2 separate regions of the Drosophila melanogaster genome follow, and region 2 is linked to region 1. The links are chromatin contacts, called in public Hi-C maps. All regions are on one chromosome and are shown on one strand. The core of a region is the stretch at or near the end of the contact, and the rest is flanking DNA. Distances in the headings are between cores, read along the strand shown.

The links. Hi-C and Micro-C count contacts between places; a contact is called where the count stands out from the background.
Region 2: a contact with region 1 is called in a Hi-C map of the Kc167 cell line, with 2.4 times the contacts expected there. A contact is called at or near these places in 34 of 107 Hi-C or Micro-C datasets (the Clone 8 cell line, the D17-c3 cell line, the Kc167 cell line and 18 more) and 1 of 7 datasets of targeted methods (the Kc167 cell line).

The regions. Positions count from the first base shown.
Region 1 is chr3L:10,735,786-10,738,485 of dm6, reverse strand. No RefSeq gene overlaps it. Among named protein-coding and RNA genes, the nearest start is that of CG43245, 35 kb to the left of the region's middle.
Region 2 is chr3L:10,877,771-10,880,470 of dm6, reverse strand. It overlaps CG6418, which reads left to right and starts at 1,434. Exons shown (of 1, transcript NM_140156.3): 1 at 1,434-2,700. The coding sequence starts at 1,526. It overlaps Blos4 (Biogenesis of lysosome-related organelles complex 1, subunit 4), which reads right to left and starts at 1,386. Exons shown (of 2, transcript NM_140157.3): 1 at 1,158-1,386; 2 at 283-1,103. The coding sequence starts at 1,301. The coding sequence ends at 738.

The DNA of each region.
Region 1 (2,700 bases), core at 61-2,560:
TATCAAATCCAAAGGCGAAACATTCGCAGCATTCTCATTTCGCAAATTGACTTTAATATTTGTGCTGTGTTTGTTTGCCTTTGCTTTTGTCTGTGCCTTTGTTTATTTCTTGCTTTTCTGCGTTTTAATTTTATACGATAATTGTTTGCCGCCAAAGAAAGTGTGAGCGAGAGGGTGATGGCTATAAGTGGAGAGGGGGTGCAAATTAATTGATACGATATTATTATTTATTTAAATGCTAATGGGACATTTTAGTATTTTAACAATTCTTGCGCCAAATTGATGGGCCATAAAAGTTATAAGTAATTCGATTTTTATGGTTGATTAATTGGCGATCATTTTTCAAGAATCATTATAAAAAGTCGTTCACCGATTTGAAGATTATTAATAAACTGGCGGTAACGGTATTAAAAATTACACTAAATGCTTGTTAATTTATAGGTTTGTTTTTGAGCAATTTTTTAAGTTTTAAGTGCTATTTATCACAGTGTTTTTTTTAGAAATCTAGATGATAACTGGACTGTATTTGAAATAGTTACGATTAAGAAAATTCTAATTTATTTCAGTTTTAAAATTAAAATTGTAAATCCGATTTATAAATATCCGATTTTGCCAATTATCCACTCACATATTAGTTTGAGTACATTTCTGGCTGCACTGCCACAACAACAATCTGTGGGAGCTGTCAAAACTATTTAATCTAAATAACAAAAAACCGCAGAGTGGCCAGCAGCAGCAACAACAACAATGACGACAACATTGCCCCAAAGGGGCCAATATAACAACAATCACACAAGCAACACAAAAGCGCACACCAACGCGCACAAAGCAACAACAAGAGCGCGAGGAGAACAAAAAAAAAGAGAACAGCAAACAATAACACCAACAACAACAAGAGCGCAAACACCGCAAAATAATAAACCAGCTCGACAAGTCTAAATCACACTCATTAGCAAAAGCCCACCGAAAAAACAACAACAACAACTACAGCAACAAGAATATCGCACTGACCCCAACATCACGCTCTCTCGCTCCCACACTCTCCGTCTCGCTCTCTCCTTCTGTTGGCCGCGCTCCCCACACAAATCAAAGTACACACAAACACACACACCAACACGCTGCCACACCATCATATCTCAAATTGTTAAACGATGAGAACGAGATGAGAACCTAATAAGAAACCGAATACAAAAGATAAACACAAGCGTAAACATTTAAGTAACAAAATTGGCTTTTTGTAATGCTGAGCGAGCGAGCGAGAGAGCGCAACGACTCTCGCTCTCTTTCTCTCGTGAGAGAGCGAGAGAGTTTGCTGCACGGCAACACCAATACACTTGCGACTGCAGCACGGCCATACTGTTTTTGAGAGAGCTTGAGAGAGAGCAAAGTAACGGCCCGTTTTATCCAAGTGTTTGTCTGTGTGTGTGTGTGTGATGTCAGTGCAATTGTTTTTTCAGTGGACAGATTGCCAATTGATTGTTGTTGTTGCTGCTGGCGCTCGCAGTCGCTGCCTCTGCCGGCTTCGTCGCTCTACGCTTTTTGTGCTTTTCGCTTCTTTTTGCCCTCCCCCACCTCATTTTTTGCCTTCGCTGCCGACAGCGCTGCCTTTGGGGGCATAAATGCTCGCTGCCTGCCCCACAAGTGCAAACACACACACACTCACACACATGCCGGAACACACATCGATTTACAGTGGGACCTTTGTTATATTGTCAAATGCCAATTTTTATAACACTTTCTTACTGTGTTGCTTTTGAAATATTCATGTAGAGCTTGTGTTATTATCCTGCTTATTATTTGATTACCAAAGCGAACTTCGGAAGTTTTCATTAGCAAAAATGAAAAAATTCTTTATTTTATTATTTCCTAATTAATACAGTTTTATTTGGTTTCGTTGAAAGCAAAATACTTATATTATAAATCGATTGGATAATTGACGTTATTAAAGTTAGACTTTTACAGCTTTTACCGTATACCCTTCATACATGTGCCATGTTTTCTCGCCTCCTGTTGTATTTCCCCATTTTCCATTTCCATATACTGTTGTTGTTGTTATTGTTGCTGTGCTTCCTTGCTTTTTCTTATGCTATTTCTTTTTGTGTCTTTTTGTTTCGTTGTTGTGCAAAAGTTGTTAATATATTTGTAAAATGAAATTCATTTCGGAATTGCTGTTTGTTTTTCAGACTCGAGAGTGCTTGCGTGTGTGTGCGTGTGTGTGTGGTAGTGGGTGGCACCAGGATATTGGTGACAGGGGGCGTTGGTTGGTAAGCTTGTTCCGCATAAGTGGGTGTAAAAGGGGCGCTGCAGGAGAGCCAGTGGCTTCAATAGGCGACTTTAGTGGGCAACCAATTTACACCGAATGACAATTTTGATTTATCATTTTTGATAAGCACGCGAGAAACACAAAGAGGTCATCGAATGAAGTTTACAGGTTCATAAAGGTTAGAAAAAATATGGTTTTTATAAAAAACAACAATTGTGCTAATTGAGTTGGGAAGCTGTGCCAATAAAACTTCAATAGAAGAATATTTCCTTTAACTACACAAACTGACCAAAAAAACATGTATTATTATTTATTCATTTTATATATTTTAATTTATTTTTTTTTTTTTTATTTTATTTTATATATTTTAAGCTCTTCTGCAATAATATGTAATATTGCAAATATAGCACAGAACCAAGATTTTCCATTTAAAAAGG
Region 2 (2,700 bases), core at 185-2,684, 140 kb before region 1:
ACGTTGGTAATAATAAATTTAAGAACCTTGTACCGATTTTAAACGCCTTCAAGCGCACTAAATTTTATGCGTTAAAGTAGCTTCCTGGTAACAAATTTAATTTGTGTTCTAGACAAAGGCGTACACAGAGAATTGTTATTATAGTAAAGCTGTATTGCAGTTTTTTTTAGAATTTTTCCACGTTATAGGCAGCAATTTAAATGCGAGACTCCACGGATTTCCCCGTATAAATTCGAGCAATTTAACTTCGCGCTTCCCGTAAAAAAAAACATTGAATATTTACGTAAGCACCTCTTCGCTAATTATTCACTAAATATTTATGGCATCCACGTAGCTAACTGCTATTTTATTCACTACTCTAATGTAAGTAATCAGTAATATAAATATAAACAGCCAGACTTAATGTAACAATAAACAACGTATTGTTTGCCTCGGTTTTTTCCATTCTATCTGTAATTTTTCGCTATAATTATAATGACAATTATAACAAGTAGGTGCTTAAATGTAATTACGAAGCTGAATTTAGATGTCTTTGTCTTAATTTGATAGTTATTGCATATTCAAAATGCATTAGAAATGCCTAATTTAAAAACAAAATGCAAATGAAGTTGCTTTTAGAAAGTTAATAAAATTACCTTTATGTTTTTACATCTGCAAAGATCCTCTAACTTCTAGTAACATCTCTATTTTAAGCTTAGTAAAACTAGGTTTCATCTAATTATTCCATATATGTTTAGTCATTTAGCTACGTAGTTCTCCTCCTCCGACTTTCCGAAGTAATCGTCGGATTTGTAGATCTCCACAGGCTGATATTCCTCCTCGACGAGATTGGATCGTGGCAGGGAGCTGAGTGTGCTGGTATCGCTGGCACTTAACTTGGCCTTCAGCGGCTTCAGGAGAAGTCCCTTGAGGCTGTAGTCTGTGACATGCAGCTCCTCCTCGGCTATATCCACAGATCTTTCCACTTCCGACAAATTGGCACTAACTACACCCACACATTGCTCCAGACCATCGATTCTGGCCTTCAGTTGCTCGAAACTGTCTGTGAAACCTAGTATAGAGCAGACGTTGTTGGCCATCATGCCATTGGATTCCGCACGCACCTAAAAGTCAATAAACTATTAGTGAAAACACTAACTTTAAAGAAAACAACTAACCGAAGCCAACAAAGTCTCAAATTCATCCAATCTGGCCAGCATATCCTCGATATTCGTGCACAGTGGATTTATCTCCTTCTCCAGGTCGGCGCTCTGCAGTATCTTTGCATAGTCCCGTGATACATTCTCAATATTCGATTGCATATTTCAGGCGTTGGTTTAATTAGCTGAATATTTGTAAATACAAGCAACAATTGTTTTCACTTTCGACCAGTGTGACCATAATTGAGGAGGGTAAAACTCCTATCAGCTAAAGTGTGACCCCAAAGCATTTGCCCGCTGTCCCGCTGCTGCTCATTCTGGTCATACTGTTTTCTATTGATTTTGGAAATTGTTAGCTTGCAGCATTTGCTTGGATTTGTAGCACAATGAGTGGATATCGAGGCATTGGCGGTGGGGGCTTCCCCTACCGCAAGCCAGCAAGTTCCGGCAACAACATGAACGCCGTACCGCCGCCCCCGATGCTGAATGCCCGTGGCTATTCTGGTTCCCGCGGAGGATTTGGAGGAGCAAGCCGTGGCGGTGTCACCGGGAGCACTACATCAACGTCCAAGCACGGCTACTCCACCTTGGACTCCATCAGCCAGTACACCAATGCCACCAATCTGGTTGGCAAAAGGAAGCACCACACGGACGATGACTATTTCGATGATGACGATGAGCCCCGGGAAAAGGAGATAGAACAAGCCTATATACCGGCACCAGGATCCCCGGGAGCTCCGCCAACGTCGGCCAAAAAGCAAGAGGATTCCGATTCGGATGAGGATCCCCTCGAGCAGTTCATGGCGGGCATCAACCAGCAGGTGGAGAAGGAGAAGCGTCAACAAGCACCTAAGCCGCCAACTCAGGCGGTGAGAGGTGACATCGATGACGAGGACGATGAGGAGAGCTACTATCGCTACATGAAGGAGAATCCCAATGCTGGACTTCGCGACGAGGGATCCGATCAGGAAATCGAATACGATGAGGATGGCAATCCCATAGCCCCACCGAAGAAAAAGGACATTGATCCTCTGCCGCCCATCTACCATTCCGAAATCGAGTACGAACCCTTCGAGAAGAACTTCTACACGCAGCATGACGACATAGCCGCCCTGGATGATGAGCAAGTCCGGGAATTAAGGCGCACACTTGGCGTAAAGGTCACTGGTCCATCACCACCCAAACCAGTCACGTCCTTCGGCCATTTCGGCTTTGATGAGCAACTCATCAAGGCCGTGAGGAAAGCGGAGTATACACAGCCCACACCCATCCAGGCACAAGCAGTGCCCACCGCCCTGTCCGGCAGAGACATCATTGGCATAGCCAAAACTGGTTCCGGTAAGACAGCAGCTTTCATCTGGCCGATGCTAATGCATGTGATGGATCAGAAACAGCTGAAGCCAGGCGACGGACCCATAGGACTTATCCTAGCACCTACACGCGAGCTTTCCCTGCAGATCTACAACGAGGCCAAGAAGTTTGGCAAGGTCTACAACCTGAACGTGGTCTGCTGCTACGGCGGAGGCTCCAAATGGGAGCAAAGTAAAGCTCTGGAACAGGG